Regions from separate parts of the Gossypium hirsutum genome. Here regions 2 and 3 are each linked to region 1. Evidence: chromatin contacts called from public Hi-C data. All regions are on one chromosome and are shown on one strand. The core of a region is the stretch at or near the end of the contact, and the rest is flanking DNA. Distances in the headings are between cores, read along the strand shown. Region 1 holds the start of LOC107935858 (protein transport protein Sec61 subunit beta). Region 2 holds the start of LOC121204492 (pentatricopeptide repeat-containing protein At1g02060, chloroplastic). Region 3 holds the start of LOC121204489.

Evidence for each region. Hi-C and Micro-C count contacts between places; a contact is called where the count stands out from the background.
Region 2: a contact with region 1 is called in a Hi-C map of leaf, with 2.0 times the contacts expected there. The contact joins the promoter of LOC121204492 here to the promoter of LOC107935858 in region 1. A contact is called at or near these places in 5 of 34 Hi-C or Micro-C datasets (all in leaf).
Region 3: a contact with region 1 is called in a Hi-C map of leaf, with 1.8 times the contacts expected there. The contact joins the promoter of LOC121204489 here to the promoter of LOC107935858 in region 1. A contact is called at or near these places in 11 of 34 Hi-C or Micro-C datasets (anther, callus, hypocotyl and 2 more).

What each region holds. Positions count from the first base shown.
Region 1 is chrA08:105,727,201-105,730,356 of Gossypium_hirsutum_v2.1, forward strand. LOC107935858 (protein transport protein Sec61 subunit beta) reads left to right here and starts at 1,690. Exons shown (of 2, transcript XM_016868486.2): 1 at 1,690-1,753; 2 at 2,832-3,156. The coding sequence starts at 2,834. The coding sequence ends at 3,079. LOC107935877 (F-box protein At5g07670) reads left to right here. Exons shown (of 2, transcript XM_016868502.2): 2 at 1-182.
Region 2 is chrA08:106,144,416-106,147,571 of Gossypium_hirsutum_v2.1, forward strand. It overlaps LOC121204492 (pentatricopeptide repeat-containing protein At1g02060, chloroplastic), which reads left to right and starts at 1,657. Exons shown (of 3, transcript XM_041074342.1): 1 at 1,657-1,788; 2 at 1,878-3,156. The coding sequence starts at 1,703. It also overlaps the pseudogene LOC121204491.
Region 3 is chrA08:106,105,323-106,108,478 of Gossypium_hirsutum_v2.1, forward strand. LOC121204489 reads left to right here and starts at 1,485. Exons shown (of 2, transcript XM_041074339.1): 1 at 1,485-1,733; 2 at 2,119-2,637. The coding sequence starts at 1,486. The coding sequence ends at 2,395.

The sequences.
Region 1 (3,156 bases), core at 440-2,939:
TTTTCATTGAGGTTAGATTTTTTTAATTTTATTAACAAGTAGAATCATCTGACTTGTTAGTTGATGTAAAACACAAGGGTTAATGATGTAGTTTACACAGTTTTATGCTCTTTGTTCAAACTCACTGTAATTAGGATCTATTTGATTACCTTTATTTATGGAATAAATGATCTTTTTATTTAGGATCAATGTTAGAGATGCCTTGGTTTTTTTTTTCTTTTAAATATTTTATATTCATATTTTGTTAAAAAAAAAAAACTAAGCATCTCAAATGGAGCTTTATCAAACAAATAAAACATGTGATTTATTGTATGGTCATTTTTTAATAATTCATACATCATTAGCAAAAGTAAATTATTGCCACACATACATCATTAGTAGGGCAAAATTAGAAAATTCTTTTAGGGGTTGAAATAAATTATAATTTTTACGATAATTTATATTTTAATAGTCTATATATTTATAATTTCAAAGAATTAAATTAAAATTTTATTATTTTTAAGAGATTAAAATATAATTTTATATTTATTAATTTAAAATATTAAACAGTCTAAATGAAAAAAATTCTATTCGATGGTTACCCCTGATCATTAGATTTATGATTCAATTTTTTGACGTGGGTATGCGAGTGAACACCTTCAATTAATGGGCCAAATATTGCAATATTGCAGTTCTACAATATAATCATTTTTAAGTAGTAGGGATGGCAACGGGACATGTAATTGTTTTTGGTTCCCAAAGTCCCAATCAAAATTTTAACATATTTTATCTTAAATTTTGCTTACAGGTTTAAAATTTGATCTAAATTTTTTTTTCAACAAAAAGTTAATTGGAAAACCTTCTTACTACTCCTTCAATTTTTTTTAAAATAAAATAAAAATAAAAATAAAAATAAACATAAAAATAAAAAAGATGCTCCAGTCCGATCTAACCTCTAAGAAATAGGATCTAAAATTTTGGAATCAAATCTTAAAATGTGTGCTTATTTTGCTAATTTTATACTTGTTATCTACCATATTTACATACTTTTACATTGAATTTGGAGTTAAAAAGGGAAATAATAGTAAGGTAAAAGTATCACAAACATTCTTATATTATAAATTAAATTATATTTTATCTCTTCAACTCAAAAAATGAGTAAAATAGTCTCTATATGTTATATCAAATAACAAATTAGTTTTTTTTGTTAAAAATTTTATCTATTTCTATAATTAAAAATTAGTCCCTGATGTATGTCAGAATGAAGTACATATGGCATGCATATGTAATTACTTAGTTCTTTTGTTAGTTATGCTTGTTTTTTTATAATAAAAATAGATGAATTTTTATTAGAAAGAACTAATTTACTCGTTAATCTAAACTATAAGAATTAACTTACCCTTTTTTAAACAAAAAAATATATTTTAACTCTTAATATAGAAGTTTTTATGGTATTTTTACCTAATACTACTGGCGCAAAAAGGGGAAAATGTATATAAATTAGGTCAACTAGGCCTATACAGGTTGGGCCTAGTTAGTCTGCACAATCGTAAGCGTTGGAAACAATTTCACATTGGCCAGTTTTTCAATAGGAGTACACGTGGCCGAAATTTATTGGCCGGTGGTGCGTGGAAATGCCCAGCAGCGCCGTCCCTAAAAATCGAAGCATAAGGCCCACAAATTGTGTTCAAAGGGGGAGTATATAGTCGAAAAGATATTAAATAGTCTTGTCCAAAAGCTTGCGAACTCATATCCGAATTCCGAGTCGACTCAGGCGAGTTTCTCTTCTCCCTCTCTTTCATCTTCCATTTTATTTTCATTGTTGCATGTTTATAAAAACGATGGTTCTTATCTCTTTCTGGCATCCATACACAATAAGATCGATCTACTAGATTGCTTGCATGTAGATCTGGTTTTCAGATCTGATTCTTTTACATCGTTTTTTATGTGTTGTTTCTAAAGATATTCAAGTTTTAGCTTTTGAAAATTCCTCATGTATGCTTCTTATAGGATTTGGAGCATGCATAAACGTTTAATTCAATTTTGATGGATTGATTTCTATGATTTACCTTTTACTGCAATTTAATTTGGCATAATTCAATTGGATTAGACCATAAAGATTTTAATTCAAGTTTTGATGGTTTTGAATTGATCATAGATTACGATTCTTCTATTGGATTTAGTTTGAACATGGTTTATGATTATTTAGCTTAATTGATTAATAGTCGTGGAGCTTTGTGAAATTTTGGGTATCTTTGCCACTTCTCAAAACTATCTATACACTATATTGATCCCCTCTGGCCTTTTGGCAACATTCTTGTTTTGTTCCTTGAAAATTTTTTTGTTATTCTCTTGTCCTCCGTTTGAAAGTTTGGATTTTGGATTTCATTTATTATTTAATAAGAATAAAATGCATAATATATGAGCAAATTAATTGAAATTAAAAAAATATTAGGATATTCAATATAATATATATTAGATGGGTTTGTCAAATCCTAAAAATTTTAACAATTTTAAATTCATTACTATTCAAATCTATGGATTTGAGAAACTAATGTAAATGTTACATTTTTAATTAGTTTACTAGATTTAAAATCCGTAACATAATCAAACATTGGTATAAAAAAGAGCTTTGAAAAAAATTCATGTCATGCACATACTCGTATCAAAAACTCATTTTTGTGTGAACATAGTATATGTATTGCATATAGCATGGCAGGGCAGTCATTCTTCACTATGCTCCCATCAATAAAATTTAATGAATAAATTTTCATATATATATATTGATTCTGAAAACACCGATTGTCTAAATTTTGATCTAGTATTGAAAATAGAAGTTGGTTGTCATATAGGAATGGCAACTGGAACAGCACCACCAAGAGGAAGTGCAGCAGCAGCTGCAAACATGCGGAGGAGGAGAACGACAAGTGGTGCAGGTGCCTCGGGAGGAGCTGCTGGCACAATGCTTCAGTTTTACACAGATGATGCCCCAGGGCTGAAGATCTCTCCAAATGTGGTGCTTGTCATGAGCATTGGTTTCATTGCATTTGTTGCCATTCTCCATGTCATGGGCAAGTTGTATTTTGTTCGTAAGGAGTAGGGAGGGGCTTTCCTCAATACCTGTATTAACAAGTACCAAACAAAGATCAATGTTGTAGTTTTCAGTTTTGCTTAATA
Region 2 (3,156 bases), core at 407-2,906, 420 kb after region 1:
TTGCTCCATTTTCTGCTATGCAGAGGATGTCAAGGAAAATAATACACCATTATGGGTTGCTTTGGCTGTTGTTCAATCTTATAATCCAAGACGTAAAGTTCCTCGTAGTGACATCACTATGCCTGATCTGGAACGTTGTTTGTCAAAGGCATCATTCTCAGCAGCTGAAAATTCTGGTAAAGACTTTTAAGTTAATCCATCTTACATCATCACCACCATCATCATTAATTAATATTACATCTTCAAAACATTCAAGTAAGATGATGCTCTCTCTTTTGTTCTGTTGTCTCTTAAATACTTGATCATTGCATTATGTAAATTACTTCTATGATTCAATCTAGTTGGCTGATCTCTTGCCTTCATGCATGTAAGACTGCTTTCAGCCACCAAAATGTCAGAAAACAAATCAACAGCTTATGAAATGAAGCATCATTTTGATTTTCATTTACAGCTATGAAGAATCCAAGTCTCGTTTGCTTCAACCATTTGGAGCCATCTAATGTATTTTATTCCTTCGTTTAACAGCTTCAATCCACATGCCACGAATTGGATATCAAGATCGATCAGATCGTGCTCAGTGGTACACCGTGGAACGTCTTCTGAGAAAATATGCTTCCATTTATGGTGTAAAGATCTTTGTGTATGCATCCCCCTCCTATCAGCTATCTCTCTCTCTTTGCAAGAATATCTAATCAACTAATTTCATTTACCTTTTGTAGGTATTATTACCGTCGGTAACTTGCTGAAGGAGTATTGTGTGTTATGTTCATGACCTTCATAACTGTCTGCCAGCCATAAATTTAAGTTAGGAGCTCTCATATACTTATCTCCTTCCATGACATTTTAGAGAAGGTTGAATGTGTTGTACAATGAATTATTCTGCATGCTGTAAATATATGAATTTGATGGGATGATATGGGTATATTACAATTTCCTTTGGACCATTTATTTGGTGGGATGAATTTGTTGTTCTTTCAGTAAAGAATGCACTTGCAATACTAATATCAAAGGCTCATCAATTCGTGTTCGATCACAGTCAGTTCCATTAAAGACGACGAAGCGCCTGAAATTTTTCTCGCTAACATTGTTGATAAGTCCGCCATTAAAAACAGAAGATGAACACGCCACTCTGACATGGTGACTACTGTTCCTCTCTTGGTTCAATTACTTTGATCCAACTTGTATAAGGGCTTGTCCACTCTATCTTTTGGATCCAAATTCACTTCTGGTCTCAAAGGACAAGGTGAGTTTGGAATAATAAACTTTTAGATTCAATCTCAAAAGCTAAAAAAAGAAGAGAAATTATTAAAATATCTTTATTTATTTCATCCCAACCAATTAAAATTTAATGAGTTGTCATATAATATTTATTTTTCAAATAATCATTTTTTTAAGTTTTTTACTTAGCATTTAACAATGAGCATGTAAATTAATAAAAGAATTAATTTTCTTTAATATGTTTATTTTTGCTAATCATCGTTTTTATTTAATTAATTTTATCGTTTTTATTCAATTAATTTTCTAATACAGTTTATATATTTAAGTTAAATGTCACAAATAATTTATTTAATTGCTTAAAAAGTATTTTAAATTAAATTATTTAAATATTATTTAAATTATTATTTTAAATTAAAAATTACTATTTTTTCAACCGCAGCAGGGAAGAAATAAAATTATTTGTTTGTAGTATTTTTATTATGTTATGGAAATGGTGCTTAGTCCTCGTTCTTACCATGGTGTCGGCAAGCAACTTTTTCTTTACCAGTGTCCGCTTCGTTTTGTTATCCGGTAGATATCTCTTGACTCTCTTTTCTTTGCCTCCACTTTATTTTCTTTGGCTTCTTCTTTATCTCTTGTAATTTCAAACAATAAATTAGGTGCTTCTCCTGCGGTCGAATCGAGATACATGGCGAAGGCACCAATGAAGGAAATCAGGGTTTGGATGAAAAAGCAGAATCATCGACCAAAACCAAGGGGGCAAAATTTATGGCTCGTGTCATCAACTCCACGCCATGGTCAAGTGAGCTTGAATCCTCTATTTCTTCTCTGTCTCCCTCTCTGTCGAAAACCACCGTCTTGCAAACACTTCGCCTCATTAAAAATCCATCTAAAGCTCTTCAATTCTTTAACTGGGTTCAACAAATGGGTTTCCCTCACGATGCCCAATCCTTTTTCTTGATGATTGAAATCTTGGGTAAAGAAAGAAATCTCTATGCAGCTCGTAATTTAACGCTTTCAATTGAGAAAAGGTCTAATGGGTCTGTTAAGCTCGAGGACAAGTTCTTTAACAGCTTGATTAGGAGCTATGGTAAAGCGGGGTTATTTCAAGAGTCTATCAAGGTTTTCGAAACAATGAAAAGCATCGGCGTGTCTCCTTCTGTCGTTTCATTCAATAATCTTTTGTCAATTTTGCTTAAAAGAGGACGCACGAATATGGCAAAGAGTGTGTTCGATGAAATGCTTAGCACATATGGGGTTACACCAGATGTGTATACTTTTAACATTTTGATTAAAGGGTTTGGCATGAATTCAATGGTTGATGAGGGGTTTAGGTTTTTCAAGGAAATGGAGCGGTTTAAATGTGATCCTGATGTTGTCACTTATAATACAATTGTTGATGGATTATGCAGGGTGGGAAAGGTTGGAATTGCCCACAATGTGGTGAAAGGTATGAGCAAGAAAAGTTTGGATTTGAATCCTAATGTCGTTACTTACACTACTCTGGTTAGAGGGTATTGTATGAAGCAAGATATTGATGAAGCTTTGGCTGTTTTCCAAGAGATGATTTGTAGAGGTTTGAAACCGAATAAGATCACTTATAATACTTTAATTAAAGGGCTCTCTGAGGTGCACAAGTATGATAAGATAAAAGAAATTTTGGAGGGAATGAGAAAAGATGGAAGATTTACTCCAGATACATGCACATTCAACACGCTGATTAATGCGCACTGCAATGCTGGGAACATGGATGAAGCTTTAAATGTGTTCAAAAGGATGTCAGAAATGAAGGTACAATCAGATTCAGCTACTTATAGTGTTATAATCAGGAGTTTATGTCAAATAGCGGACTTCGAAAAAGCAGAGGAGTTCTTTGATGAGCTAGCCAAAAAGGAGATATTATTAGGTCATGTAGGTTGTACACCTGTTGTTGCGGCA
Region 3 (3,156 bases), core at 235-2,734, 380 kb after region 1:
AGATTAGCAATTAGAGAGGGATTGATAAAAGGGGCTAGGACTTACCCACAAAAACTGGAAATATCATATTTTCTTTTTTACAAACGATAGCCTATTATTTGGGGAGGCTACGGAAAGAGGAGTCAGAAAAATCAAACAAATTCTGGAGGTGAAAGTTTGCATTGAATTTCTGCCTAAAAATGAAACTCAATAGTTTTTGTACTTTATCACCAATTTTCCCATTCCCTTTCACTATTTCCAACATATGCGAAAATGCCAACCCAGTCTCTTAACGTGCCCACGCATGACATAGTCCACTTAGTCAAAACTTGGAGTTTTTACCCTTTATTTTCTTTTTAATAAAAAATGCAAATAATTAAGTAAAAAATGAATCTACCGTCCAAGAACACTGTTCATATTGATTTTCCCTTCCTTCTAATTTTCAAAACCCCTTTTGTTTGAGCAAAAAAGTTTAAGCCTTTACGGGATAGGTTTAGCACAACCCTGCCATTAACATCTTTTATATGTATTAACCTAAATTAGAATTGAGGAAAAACTTATCAGGATAGTTTTTTTATACAATTGTTTAAAATTACCTATAATTCTTTTTCATCTTTAGATAAAAGGATAAACACGTTTTAAGATGTTTAAACTCACATTCTCTTACTCTAGCGATAAACCTCATCATAGATTTAAATCGTATCTGTTCTTTTTAACACAATTCTTATAACTATCCATAATCTCTCCAACTCATAAATAGGAGGATAATACGTTTCAACGCACTCAAACTTGCGTCTTCTTACATTGACAACAAAATCTACGCCAATCAAGTTAAGATTCAATCGACCATTTAACTTAATTTTAAAAAATTGTTATTAATAACTCATTGATACTTCATATGATTATACATTGACAATGTATAAATCTTAAATTTATTTATATTTGATATTATATGGAGTCAACGAGTTAAATGATAATAAATTATTATAAAACAAGTTATATAAATATAATTTTAGAGGTGAATTAATAATAGTGCCTGTTGTGTAGGTTATTTTATCGATTACATTATATATCTTAAAACTCAAGCTATATATTTTCGAAATAAAATACGTAGACTATAAAGAATATAAGTTAACTGTATAGGATGCCGTAAACATAAACCCAATTCATTTATGTGGAACAAGACAGAAGATAAAAGACAATAATAAAAATAAAATTAGGGTAATTTAATTATAAATTCTATAAACACAAAATTTTGTTATAATGGTGGGGAGACCGGAGAGAAGAGGTGCGCGGAGTAAAAGGAGGCACAGAACCGGAAGAGGACAAAAGATGGAAATTTTAAAAAAAAATAGATTAAAAGGTTTAAAGCCCAGCCCAGGACATAACAGTCATTTTTAGACATCAATTTTAAGGTTAACATCTCTCTCTAACTGAAAACGACTGCAAGCAACTTGTGGTCTACCTGTGAATATATATTACTTTTTTTCGATAGACACCGACTCTATGGCCATCACTCTTTTCTTTATATATAGATCATATGGTTCTCTCGTATTTATCTCTTGTTCTTTGTTTTTTTTTTTTCTTTTACTCTCTTTCACCAAATCTTCTTCCTCCTCTTTATATTCTCTTAGTTTTTTTTTTTCACCATCAACAATGGTGGATCTTCAAACTGTATGCTGCATGTGCGGCGACGTTGGTTTTCCTGACAAACTCTTCCGCTGCAACAAATGCCGCCACCGCTTTCAACACTCGTATGGATTTCTTTGTTTTTTTTCCTCTGTTCCCCATCATCATAGTCCATCCATCTTCATGTGTATATATGCATATATCTAATCATCACCATCATCATCATCATCATGGGTTGATAGATAGTTAGATACCCTTAATTCATTTTATCGTTCATCATCACAGTTAGATAACACCCATCTCCACCAAGCACCACCCAACAACCACCACCAAACGTAATGGTTTCGTATTAGACGGAATGGAAATCATAGGGGTTATCATATTTTCCTTCTTAAAGCGTATATAAAATATATTAATGTTTTCATCATAGCCATATGTACTTTTTTTTTTTCAAATTCTATTTATATTTTATGGGTCGAAAGTTAAACAAGCTCTTGATGCTGGCTGCAGGTATTGCAGTAATTACTACAGCGAGTTCGCTGAACCAATTGAACTGTGTGATTGGTGCCAAAGCGAAGCAAAGAACTCGAGGCAAGGAAGGTCTTCAAAGAAACCAACAACTGGAAACGAGAGTGGAATTATAAACCGATCCGAGTATTCGGGTGACAAAATCAAGCTACAGGATCGAGACGAAAGTGGTGATGATCAGAAAGGAAAGAGCAGTGGGACGCCCTCTCCAAGGCCTACGACACGCAGGTACAAGCTTCTCAAGGATGTGATGTGTTAAAAACACTTAATTTCCAAAGGAAAAAGAAAAGAGTTTGTGTCGAGAAAACTTTGTGTGTTGTCGATAGTAGCAAAACTTGTTCATAAGTTGTTGTTATCCAGCGTTTCTTTTCAGGGTTATGGATGAATTTGTTGGCAGTATGGCTTTTTTTTTCACTTTTTCGGTAAGTTTTGTTAATAAAATAATGTAATTATATTCAAACTGGATCGTTGGCACAGGTTTTTAAGCTTTTGTTTTCGATCTCTTTGTTCCACTGCTAATTAGGCTAAAGTTTGTAAGATTATGGATGCATGACAGATGAGATATTCATATAGGTTTTTCGTGCATGAAAATGTTGGATCATCAAATAAAATATACCAATCTATTTGACAGTCATTAACAAATGTTGGATCATCTGTAACCTAGCGGGATGATTTGGATAAGCATATGATCTAGTGTTTTATCTAGCTAGGGTTTGTTATCATCATCGCAATAAGGGTTAATGGGATGAGTTTCAGCACCTTCATTTCCTTTCACTAATTTGTTGAGTCTCTTAAGGAGAATTGAATGCACTTCAATGGTTGCCTCTTGGCCAAAGAATTCATAGTACCTAAAGCTGCAGATTCATTGAAAGGCTTTAATTGCTAGGCCCTCCATTATTATTTTTGAGGGAAAAAAGAGAGGAAAGAATTGCCTACAAAATAAGTTTTTTTTTTTCATTTAAAAAAAAAAGAAAAGAAAGAAATGTCAAAATGCCCTTCCGTGAAGAAGAGAAACACATG